Regions from separate parts of the Capra hircus genome. Here region 1 is linked to region 2. The links are chromatin contacts, called in public Hi-C maps. All regions are on one chromosome and are shown on one strand. The core of a region is the stretch at or near the end of the contact, and the rest is flanking DNA. Distances in the headings are between cores, read along the strand shown.

Region 1 (6,275 bases), core at 2,815-5,314, 140 kb before region 2:
CGAGGCTCCCCAGGGGCAGGGCCTGGCCTCGCCCACTTCCGTGGCTTTGTGCCTCACACCAAGAAGATGATGAAAAATGCTTGAATGAACCAATGCTTCCTGCCTGGCCTACAGGGCTGAAGACCTGGGTCCGAGGCTAAGCTCTGCCACAGACTCCCTGTGGAGGGGCAGCTAGCTGGCCAGGAGGCTGGCTATAATGCAGGGGCAGCAATTGCAAGGCAAGGGCACCAAGAGTCCCCCGCACAGGACATAATAGCAAAGCAGACCTCAGGGGCTTGGTGGGGGGTGCACCCCTCCAGGTGGGGCCTCCAAGGGTGCCGTCACCTTGAGAAGGAGTGGGCACATGGGGCCTGGGCATCTGCACACAAGACCCCTCCTGGGGTTGAAGTTTCAGGGAAACAAAGCAAGCACAAGCCTGAGAAAATAACGGGGACCCCGCCCCCTCCCCATACCAGGATACCCTTCCCCAGCTGGCGCCTCCTGTCCATCCTGGCTTTGAGAGCTTAAAGTCCTGTGCCAGGACTGACCACTGAGCCACCCTCCCCTCCTGGCCGTGGACCTCCCACGCCCTTGCTCTGAGCTGGCTGGTTTAGAGCTGGCCTCCCACCCGCTCGCCCACCCAGCATGACAGACACACCCTCAGAGAAGTCCTGGTTTCCCAGAGCCGATGCCCCTTTCAAGTGGGCTGGACACAACTTCCCGCGGGCCTCTTCCTCCCACCTGCCCACCCAGGTTAAAGGCGGGGCTTGGGCAGGGGCTCCTCACACAAAGTTCTGTGCTGTTCCAGCCCATGGCCTCCTGGGGACCCACAGTCCCGTTCCAGCTGGCCCTCTCGCCCATCAACATTAACAGGCTGTCTGTGCAGCTGCCAGTGGCAGAGAGGCTGGGAGGACAGAGTGGCCCGTGTCCCCAGCCAGATGGGGGCTGTCCCACTGCTGGGGGTCTGACCAGGACTCAGCAGAGCTGGGCACTGGTGGGTGGACTACCCACTCTAACCCCTAAGCCACTCGTCCCTTAGGGAGCGTCAAGAGCATGGGTGCCCCAGAGGTCCTGGTAGCCACGGGGGGCCTGGTGGTGGAGGGGCAGCCTCACTTCACGGTCGGCACGAACCTTGGAGAGAACTCCCGGAGCTAAAAGGTGCTCGGGAGAAGCCAGCCCAGCTCCCGCCTTCAGCAGGAGTCCTCTAATCTTCTCTGAGCAGCCACTGCACACCCAGGAGGGGTGAAGAGGGAAGGGGGAGAAGAAGCAAAAGTTCCCGTGGACAGAGCATCTGTGACGCCAGGCACCCCTAAGGCATCAGAGCCCATGAACCTCACGGCTGTCGTCCCAAGAGGGTCCTGGCCTCGTTTACAGAGATCTGAGAGGTGAAGGGACTCATTCAAGGCCACAGGCAGAGCTGGTGTTCTGGCTGTTGTCTCCGAGTTAGTTTAACTCAATTCAAAATTTTCACCTAGTGGTAGCCTTGAGCCCTGAGTTTGTCAGCCTGCCTGGTCCCTGGCACATAGTAGGTGCTCAGTGAACACCTGGGGGTGAAGGCTGAGGAAGAGGTGCTCTCCAGGGCTCTCCCCAGGACCTTCTGTTTGCTCCCAGGGAGCAGGAAGGGAGGGAAGAAAAGGGTAACCTGACTCAGCACGTACCAAGCGCCCCAGGTGTGTGCGCTCAGTGGCTTCAGCCGTGTCTGACTCTTGGTGACCCATGGACCGTACTGCCAGGCTCCTCTGTCCAAGGGATTCTCCAGGCAAGAATACTGGAGGGGGCTGCCATGCTCACCTCCTCGGGATCTTCCCAATCTGGGGTTCAAACCTGTGTCTCTCATGTCTCCTGCATTGGCAGGGAGGTTCTTTACCATTAGCGCCACCTGGGAAGCCCAAACGCTCCATAAACACATCTTCTATTTCCTTCTCCTAGCACCAAGCAGGTAGGTTTGACTATGGAGAAGGTCACAGTGGTCTCAGCGGAAGCCTGGATCCTAAGATCGGGAGTCAGGCTCCCAAGCAAGGCTGATCTAGAGTTTGACCAGGATTGAGGTAGTGGGGGCTCCTGGAAGAGGCTCCCCCCATTCACAGGGCTATCCTGGCTGCTCGGCCACCCCCATGCTCCATCTTCCTGCTGGGTCCTGAGGCAGGGCTGGCAAAGCCCCCTCTGCCCTGGACACTGCTTTTCCCCGAGGAGGCAGCCCAGCCTCCATCCCCTTCGGAATGGAGAGGGAGGCTGGGAGGCCTTTTCTGGGGTCTTTACTCACACCACCGCAGCCCCGGAGTGGCTCTGTCCTCTGCCCAGGGCCTCCAACTCTGGAAGCCTCGCTCAGCACCCTCCACTTCAGCACCTGGGCCACCTTCACGAGGCCAGGGCCCAGACCCCAACCTAGCACGCGGCCCAGACCAAGTAGGACAGGCTCCCTGCCTTGCCAGCCTGCAGGGCCAGGGACATGCGGCGGTGGCAGGGGGGTGGACCCCGGACCAGATGGAGGCCAGCCACTGGGACAGGCTGGGGCAGGGACGGAAGGTCCCTCTGAACATTGGGCCATTGTTTCAGGCCACAACAGAGGGTGGCTCTGTGGCCCTGGGGCTGAGGAACAAAAACCTGTTTAGCAAGGCCCTGTTCCTCCCATGCAATCTCAAGAATTTAACCAGGGTCTTGCTGGCTTCAGCAGTAGAAAAAGGGCTAAGGGGACAGGACCAAGCCTAGAAGTGAGATGGGTGGCAGGGACAAGAAGACCCTCAGTCACTGTGTGAGCCCACTGTGTGCCGCTGGGATATGGGGGTTCCTAAGGGCTCCTAGGCCGATGGGCTGGCAGCAGGCCCATGAGTGGGAGGTGACAAGAGGGGGCCCCAGCCCTGGCCTCTGTTCTCTCTGTGACATGGGGGCCAAACGTGTGCATGCCACCTGCCCACAGGCTCAGGCTGAGCACAGAGGGCCACCACTGTCAGAGGAAGAGGAGGCCTCACCCCTACAAGTGGCAGACCTGTTCTGGGGGTGGGGGGCAATTCTCTTGCTGCAGTTCCCCCTGACCCAGGGCTACCACCATGACAAGGGTGAGCCTGGCCTTGGGTGGTGCCAGCCCTGTTCTGGCACTTTCCATGTGCCATCCTCCCCAAGGCCCTTGGGGGCAGGCACTGTCATTACTCACACTGGACAGATAAGGAAACTGAGGCACAGAGGGGCCAGGGAAACCAGACCTCCCAGCTCCAGAGGGTTGGGGAGTGCTGCTCACTCTGCAACCTGGACAGTGGGCAGTACAAGTTTTAACCTTGTTAATCAGTCCTGACCTGGGTTCAGTCAACATTTACCAGGGGCCAGGCCCTGCGGAGGGTGGGGGTGGGCAGCCAGAGAATGTGGGTCCCCGTGGCGGGGAGAGACCATAAACAACGTGGTGTGGCTGGTGCCACAGCCAAGGGCTACGGGCTTTTGCTGGGGAGCAGGGGGCTTCCTGGAATGTCTGAGGGCTGAGAAGGACTGGGGCTGGGGTGGGTGGGGAGAGGGGTCGAGAGTGCCCTATGCCGAGGGGGAGGCTGGGCCTGGGCTTGGGGGCTGGGACGGCAGGCTGCACCCCTGTGTGGGCAGCTAAGGATGAGGGCGGGGCCTGTGGGCCAGGAGGTGGGAGAGATGGGAAGGCTGGTCTCAGGCCCTCGGGCCTCATGGGGCTGTCCCCCTCCCACCCCCATTCTCTGAGGGATATGCAACATGCTGGAGTCTGAGGACATCGCCGCTAGGCGGCCCTTTGAGAACCTTAGGTTCGCTGTTTCAGTAATGGGAATCGAAACTTGAACAAAAAGAGGTCTTTGCAGGGTCACGTGGTTGACTGGGTTGGGAGTCCAGCCCGGCAGCCTGGACTCCCGTTTCCATCACTGACACCACGGGAATCAGAGCTGAGGGACTGGCTGCCCGGAGGCTCCCCGGGGAAGCCAGGCCGGAGGACGCCTGCCTCCCTGGCCCACTGGCTCAGCACAGGGGTCTTGGGTGCTCAAACATGGCTAAGCCAGGGACAGCTGAGCCGGCAGATGTGGCCCCAGGCCCGGGTGGCCACGTGCACAGCCCAGTGGGTCATCTTAGGTCCTGGGGTGTGGCCTGCCTGGGGCCAGGCTCACCTGGATGTCAGAGTCCACCCAGGACTCGCCCTGAGCTGAATCCCCTTGCGTTCTAGGGGTGTGTCCTTCTCCCCCTCCTTCTGGATCTGGTGACCAGGGCCTCTCCCCACCCAAGCCAGCTACGCGGCTGCCCCAGAATCCACACAGGAGAGGGGGTCACGGCACCCCCAGCTTCTCTTGCCAGCCCCCCTGCCAGCTGGGTGACCTTCAGGGAGCCACGGCAGCTCTCCGTGCAGTCACGTCACAGCCTGCCGCCCGTGGGGGACTAACACGGAGCCTGAGTGACACCACTCACCTGTCCTGCACGTCTCCTGCACACCTGCTCTGGGCACTGGCGATACCGTGATCTGGTCCTGCTCTACCAGCCTGACAATAACGCGGGGAGGGAGCAGGGCATGTGGGAGGCAGTGATAACGTTCCCTGCAGGAAGATGAAGTCAGGACAGGGAAGCCAGTGCTGGGGATTTTAGGCAGGAAAGCCAGGAGTGGCCTTGCTGGGCAGCTGTTTGAGTCAATATTGCAAGGAGGTGTGGGACCAGGCTGGGGGCTCTCCTGGGGAGGGGCTGAGTATTCCAGGTGGAGGGGAGTGCCAGTGTGAAGCCCCCATGGCAGAACATGGCTGGAGGGTGTGAGAAGGGGCAGGAGGTGTGGCTGGAGCCGAGCCAGCTGGCAGAGGCAGCAGGTGCCACCAGGGGCAAGGGGGGAGCAGGCGGAAGGGCCTTGACTCTGAGCAACACCAGAGGCGTGGAGGAAAGTGACAGAAGAGGGACATGATCTGATGTACATTTTTAAGTGGTCATTCCATCCTCTGTGTTGAAAATGGACCATGGAAGGCAAAGGCAGAAACAAGAGAACAGTCAGGCCAGAATCCAGGGGAGGTAAGGCTTGCCCCTCCCTGCCCCCAGGGTAGCAGCTGGGGAGACGGTGAGATGCGGTCAGAGTTTGGGTGTATGCCGAAGGTGGTGCCTGAAGGATGTGGTGACGGGTTGGTTGCAGGGGTGTGAATCCAGAATAATGCCAGGATCTGGGGCCTGAGTCAGAGCCCTCCGGAAGAGGTCAGTGCTGCTGAAGGACCCGCTAGCCAGTAGTTCGAGGAGAGGAGGGCAGGGCACTGGAGCAACCTTTGCATTCTTAAGCAGCCACATAAGAAGGCAGAACCACCATGGCCACCCGTGCCAGGCTCACCAAACATCTCTATAAAGAACCCCCTTTCTGTGCGGGGCCCATGGTCTACAGCAAAGGCTGGCAGCCCAGAGGTGGGCCCCACTCTCCACCCACGGAAGCCAGCGAGCGGCCTGGGATCAAAGCCGAGGGGCTGGGGCCTGTTGCCCACCTCCCCCACCTAGCTGGGCTGTTTTGCAACCTTGTCTTCCTCACAAGATGGAAAGGGCCACAGTCCCCCACCCCAGCCCCCTGAGCGCTGAGGTCCCGCAGCAGCACACTTGAAAGAGGCCGGGGTTATCTGCAAAATTCCAATTAAATCCACAGGCTTTGATAATTTGATAAGCCACTCCACAGTCGCCCCAGAGTCAAAATACGCTGTTACTTGATCTCGTGTTTATGTTTCAGGATGGAGGGGGGAGGTGTGTGGTGGTCTGGGACAGTGCATGCAGTCCTGAGAGGGAGGGATGCAAGCACTTGGCTGGCAGATCGTCAGCGCGGGTCCCCCTTGGGTCTGAGCTACACTCTGCACGGAACACAGGTCTCTCTACGCAGGTCCTGGAGGCCGAGAGGGGCCAGGGTGGAGGAAACCTTTGGAACTCTGGGGCCACAGCCAAACCCACCTCCTGACCCTCAGGCCTGTGTCACGCTGGAGTGGTTCTGTTTCCAGGCCCTCTCTTGCCAGACGAGATGTGAACTGGCCCAGGTGGCCGGTACCACATCAAGAAGAGGCAGATAACCCCTGTTGCCATGGAAACTTGGAGACTAAATTGCTTTATGACTCCTCCCTGCAAAAGCCAGGCTGTGATCTGCACAGGTGGAGTGCGCAAGGAGCCACGTTCCATTCTGTTCCACAACCTCCCATCCAATGGGCCAGTAGCACTGGCCGGGTTATCTCAGTACACGTGTCCTCTCAGTAAGCCCCTGGACTGCCCCAGGAGTCTGGCATTCCTGCTTTTCAGGGATAGAAACACAGAGAGGCTGGGCAAATGATCTGAGATCACAGAGATTTGAGTGGTGGGTATGG
Region 2 (5,839 bases), core at 604-3,103:
CTTTCTCAAAAGGGCAGGGGGAGATGCCTGCTGGGCCAGTGACACAAAAGGACGAACCCTCCCACCAGCATCCACCTTTCCGTCCCCTCAGGAACCAGACTCCTTGGTTTACCTCCTCCCCAACCTGAGCCCAAGCTAATTTATTCCACTAAAAAGAAACCCGAAGATCAGAGCTATTGGGGATAAAGACAGAAAGAGTAGCCTGAGGCTGACATTAGCACAAATCCAGTCCCCTTCCAACAAGGAAATAAAAGGCAGAGATCAATGTGCTGTCTAGGGCAGCAACCCACAGCCTGTTTTAATTGTGAAAATTAATGCTTTGAGCATTCTAAATGCTCCTTTAAATGCCTAATTTGCAAATAAGATGCAGTCCTTGCTGTCTGTCTCTTCCGTCTCAAGAACAGGAGCAAAGCGGCTAGGACTGGCAGCCTCGGGAGCCAGGGACACCATTTACTGCCTAAGGTGGGAAAGATGGGAAGACGGGATGGGCTGAGATGAAAGGGCGTCGCGTCCTACTGGCCCCCAGCTCGGCTCGGTCAACCTTAGCCCCTTCTCATTAAGTCTGGGAAGGCAGGGGGAGGGGCAGCCGGCTCCTCCTCGGAGACCACAGCAAACATTTCCCTCCTCGTGTCGGAGACCGAGCATCACTTAAGAGGAAATGAACCCCGGTTAAGGGTCACGTCCAGAGGAGGGATAAAAGGAAAAGCCACAATTTTCCTCACACCGACCGACAGGAGGGCTTTAAGAAGGAAATCAAAGCTCAGGGCTGAGGGTGGAGGTAGGGCAGGGGCGCGGCGGCTTCTCTCGGCCCCCCAGACCCAAGCCTGGGGAGACAGAGACCAGGGCACAAGTAGGAGGCTCGTGCGAGGCGTCCGTCCCCAGGGTAAACCTCTGAAAGCATCTCGGTCTGCGTGCGCCTGAGCGACCCGAGCCCCCAGGGAGGGCCGGGAAGATGCTCTTTCCCAACGGAGCTTCCCAGCAAGGGTTTGAAGAACGTTCCCCCCACCATCCATCAAAGCTCAGGCGGACAGATGACTTCACCGTTGTAACAGACAAGGGCAGCCACTTGCCAATTCCAATGCCAAAAAAAGAAAACGGGCGTGGGGCGGGGGAGTGGAGGGGAGAAGTGGAGGAAGGTCAGAAAAGGCTTCCCTGGAGATCACAGCCCGGCGAAGAGACTCCACCGCCAAAGGCTGCCCTGTAGGCGCTCAGCTCCGGGACTTAACAAGGAGAGGGCTGAGGGGCCACCCAGGGGCCCTCAGGGGGTTCCTGGCCAGCCTCCCGCAGGGGTCGTGGGGGCGTACTCACATAGTGCTTGGAGGGGTTCCTCCGTTTCTCCACGTCCACCACGGTGGCATCTTGCACGCAGTAGGCGAGCATCTTCCCCCCACAAAGCGAGTGGCGCCCCCCGGCGGCGTCACCTTCTCATCCCGGTCCGGCCCCGGCTCCTTGTCCCGCTTCCCGGGTCCCCGGGTCTCCCCAGCTACCTCGGGCCGGCGCGCCGCTGCCCGGGCTCCCCAAGCCCACAGGTACAGCCGCTGGGCGGGGGCTGTTCAGAGGGCACGCGGGCTCCGTGCGCCCGGGCGGCTCCCCGTGGGCCTGCCGCGCTCCCCTTCCCTCCCGCGCCGCCGCAGCTCTCCGGCTCGCCCGCCCGCTCTCTCCGCCGCCCGGTGGGTCCGGCGGGAACTGGCGGAGCAGAGGAGGGGCGGGGGTGTGTCCCGCCGGCGAGGGGACGGGGCGGGGGCCCCGGAGCCCGCTGTCAGCGCGCTGGGGAGGGGCCGGCAGCGCCCCTTCTCTGCGCTCCGGCTCCGGGGGGCTCGGCGCTGACGGAGGCTGCGGGCGCAGGAGGCGGAGGCAGGGCCGGGCAGGCAGAGAAGGGAAGGGAGGGGAGAGAGGGGAAGCGCGCGGGGAGGGGCTCCGGGCCCGGGGGAGGGGCTCGGGGCGACGGGGAGGGGGGCTGCAGCCCGGCCGGAGAGGCCGGAGCGGGCCCGCGCGCCCCCACCGCGCAGAGAGCGCGGCCAGCGGCCTGGCGCGGCGCTGGGCGACTTCGCCAGGCACAGAAACTCGGGGTGGCTTCGGAGGGAGGAGGGGCGAGGGGGAATGAACCGAGCGCGCCCCCGCCCTGGCTTTCGGTCTGGGAGCGGATTTGTGCCTTTGGGCCCCCAGCTTTACGGCCCCCTCCCACCCCTATCCCCTAGAGCTCTTTCATGAAAAGCAGTTTATTACCCCACTGTTTTCGCTCAGGCCCTCCGAGCTGGAGTCAGGACTGGGGAAGCAGGCGGCATTAAATCTTTCAAGCCAGAGCCTCTTTTGAAAAACCACCTGCCCCCCTGCGGATCACAAAGGGTAAAATTCTCCCCGGAAATGTGATCTATCCGCTGCCTGAGTCGCTTATCGATCTGAGCCTGGATAACCAATCTGTGATATCATTTACCAGTGAGGTTACAAGAAGATAACACTCCTGCCTTTAAGCCTAAGGCTTCCCTGGGACCCTCTCCTCCAGGTCGGGGAGGAGGAAAGGGAAAATCCACCATTGGGTTGGGGACTAGCTCATCGCTGGCCCCAGGCTCTGACTTTCTCACCGCCTCTCCCTCTGGTTTAGAAAACCGACTGTTCAAATCACTTGTCCATCCCTGGACTTGGGACGCAATTACTATTTAATTCAATTTACACCCCAACCCTCCCCCCCATCTGTTTCCAGCATTTTTCCATTCTAATTTCAAATATTTAAAGTAGTGTCTTCACAATTAATCCTATTGTTCACAATCACAATAAACTTTGTGACGTGGAGCAATGCCAAGCATCTGAAATGGAGGCCAAGAGTTCTAATTGTGTTAATACTTTTTTCTCTGTACTGTCAGAACTCATGTAGATCTAAGTTCTAAGACTGTTCACACAATTGCTTGGTACAGAGTAGCCTATTGTCCTTCCAGCTTTCTCGAAGGGTGCTAGGACACCAAACGATGCTGCTGTCTAATTAGTTGACCTAGAGCAAATCACTTAATACCACAGAGTCATTTTAAAGTTTTCTGTGAAATGGGGGTGCTGAACTTGATGGTCTTTTAAGATTTCTCCCTACATACATTCCAAACTCCTAGCAGGAGTTACTCCTTTGGAGACAATTTTGAGGGTTTGTTTTGTTTTGTTTTTCATAATTAGCATGTATGGATATTGACATTTAAAAATATATATTTTTTTAATTTCTTCTCTAAAATTCTAGAAGTTTAGGCTTGATTGAGCACTTATTCTGTGCTCCTTTACAGGGCATTAAAAAACAAAAGAAAGTGAGATAATTCAGGTGATGTTTGTGGAACTGAAAACTGAATCCAATTGACAAATGCTTGTCCCTTCCCTCAAAGAGAAGAAAGTACACTTGAGAAATAGGGACACCATTAAGACAGTATGTAATAAAAGGTCCATTGCATGCTCAGTTGTGTCCGACTCTTTGTGATCCCACAGACTGTAGCCTGCCAAGCTTCTCTGTCCATGGGATTATCCCAGCAAGAATACTGGGATACTGGGTTGCCATTTCCTTCTCTAGGGGATCTTACTGACTTAGGGATCGAACCTGCATCTCCTGCTTGGCAGGCAGATTCTTACCTCTGAGCCACCTGGGAATGTCCGTTATTGTTGTTGTTCAGTTGCTGAGTCATGTCCGACTCTTTGTGACCCCATGGACTGCAGCATGCCAGGCTCCCCTGTCCTCCCCTATCTCCCGGAGTTTGCTCAGATTCATGTCCACTGAGTCAGTGATGCTATCTAAACATCTCATCCCTTGCTACCCCTTCTCCTTTTGCCTTCAGTCTTTCCTAGCATCACAGTCTTTTCCGATGAGTCAGCTCTTTGCATTAGGTGGCCAAGGTATTGGAACTTCAGCCTCAGCATCAGTCCTTCCAGTGAGTATTCAAGGTTGTTTTCCTTTAGGATTGACTTGCTTCTAAGAGACTCTCAAGAGACTTCTCCAGTACCACAGATCAAAAGCATCAATTCTTCGGTGCTCAGCCTTCTTTAAGGTCCAATTCTCACATCCGTACATGACTACTAGGAAAACCATAGCTTTGACTAGACGGACCTTTGTCAGAGTGATGTCTCTACTTTTTACTATGCTGTCTAGGTTTGTCATAGCTTTCCTTCAAGGAGCAAGCGTCTTTTACTCTTGAGGCTGTAGTCACTGTCCACAGTGATTTTTGGAGCCCAAGAAAGTAAAATTTGTTTCTGCTTCCACTCTTTTCCCCTTCTATTTGAAATGCCCTTTAGGATTCCAGAAAATGGAGGCCTGGAATAATCCAGGAGAACTTCCTAGAGGAAACTGTCTGTGTTGTAGGGACTCTGTATGGTCTCTAAACTCTCTATGGGCAGAGTTTAGAATACCTTGGAATACTCTGCCTCTTCTGAAGTCCCCGGCCAGCTGCACTTGCCCCAAGCTGTGTGACTTGTGCGTATTTGTCCATAACACATTCATCTCTTCCGAGAGTGCCTGGTGCCCAGGACTAACGGTAAGTTATCGCCTACTTCTTTGCACTCCTCATGTAGCAAACCTTCACCTTATCCACACTAGTAGTCACTGTACGAGAATCTGTTGAATGAATGATGGGGGAGAAGAAAAGGTGGAGTGAGGACACTGAAGCCTGAACCTGCGGGTAACACACAGAGGGCCAGGAGGATAGTGTCCACCTGGGGAAGAGTCAGGGAAGGGGCTGAGACACAGGAAGAGGAAACAAGGAGAAGGATGGGCGTAGGGGCTCCAGACCGTGAGAGATCTTGACACCAGGCAATGGGCTTCTGTATCAGAGAGCATGATAGAAAAATCACTGTGGATGCTGGGCAGGTGTCCTGGGAGATCTGAAAGTGATGCCCAGTGCTGTGGAAAGGAGGAGACCAGGCATCACTGCCTTGAGCAAGTCCTGTTCCTTGTGGGAGTAGGAGGGATGTCTGGATAGGCCCTCAGTGCTGAGCTCTGCAAGGAAAGGGCTGGGCTCTAGGAACCTGGGAGGGCTGCTGGTAGAAAATCTAGACAACCCGTGGGTTCCCAGTCAAAAGATTCTTAACGGCACTCGGCCACTCTTCCTCTGTGGACTGCAAGGTGTTCTGGACGTGCTAGAGAAGCCCCTGCTGAGGGGTGTTCAGCTGCTGGAGAGAAAAAAAAGGAGAGGGCTGGCTGTCCTGGGTCCCCTTGTGAGTCCGAGCACTCCCCCAAGAGGCACTGGTGGTTTCCTGCTCACCCTCCTCCTTCTGGATCAGGATTTGAACATGGACCTGAGGATAAGAGATCTAGGGAAGAGAGGGAGGGTGCTTGGCTACAAGGTTATGGCCTTCTGGTTTAAGAAACCCTGACAACCTGACATCTCCTAAATTCAGGGTCTTGAAGCACAACTTGAGGACTCCCCACTTCTCCCTGTGCTCCCAGTTACCTCAGTTAGAGGGAGCAACTGAGCACCAGCCTCCACCCAGCCCCATGGTGCCAAGATCTCTGGAGATTAGTTGCATAGAAGTTATCAATACCTATGGGAGAAAATCTCCCTCTCCTGGGGCTATAAAGCCAAGAGACTTTAAGTATAAAATGGTACAGACTCACCCTTCTTCCCTGGGTACATGTCAAGCTTATGCATACTTCTTTTGCAACAGTGCCTTAGGCATGCCTTTCTGCTCAACACATGTTTACTGAGTGCCTCACATGTGCCTGGCACTTTTCCAGCAATGACTGACACTAGCTGAAGGCCCCTTGGAGACAAGACAGCCTCTCATTTGTTCAATGTCCAGCATCTCTGGCACATAGTAGGTACACTGGGTGGTCTGTGTTGAAGACATCTGCTCAAGGAGTTAGTAGTGCTGGAGAGGA

The links. A called contact is a pair of places that touch in the nucleus more often than the background predicts.
Region 1: a Hi-C map of liver shows a contact between it and region 2, with 4 times the contacts expected there. The contact joins the enhancer-like site here to the promoter of SH3PXD2A in region 2. A contact is called at or near these places in 3 of 5 Hi-C or Micro-C datasets (blood and liver).

Annotation. Positions count from the first base shown.
Region 1 is chr26:27,487,135-27,493,409 of ARS1.2, reverse strand. All of the region lies in intron 5 of SH3PXD2A (SH3 and PX domain-containing protein 2A), which reads right to left. Among named protein-coding and RNA genes, the nearest start is that of SH3PXD2A, 140 kb to the right of the region's middle. Within about 2 kb of position 4,064, at least 3 of the 5 cell types and tissues checked have an H3K27ac peak or open chromatin away from gene starts, as enhancers often do.
Region 2 is chr26:27,341,335-27,347,173 of ARS1.2, reverse strand. SH3PXD2A (SH3 and PX domain-containing protein 2A) reads right to left here and starts at 1,853. Exons shown (of 14, transcript XM_018041254.1): 1 at 1,309-1,853. The coding sequence starts at 1,380.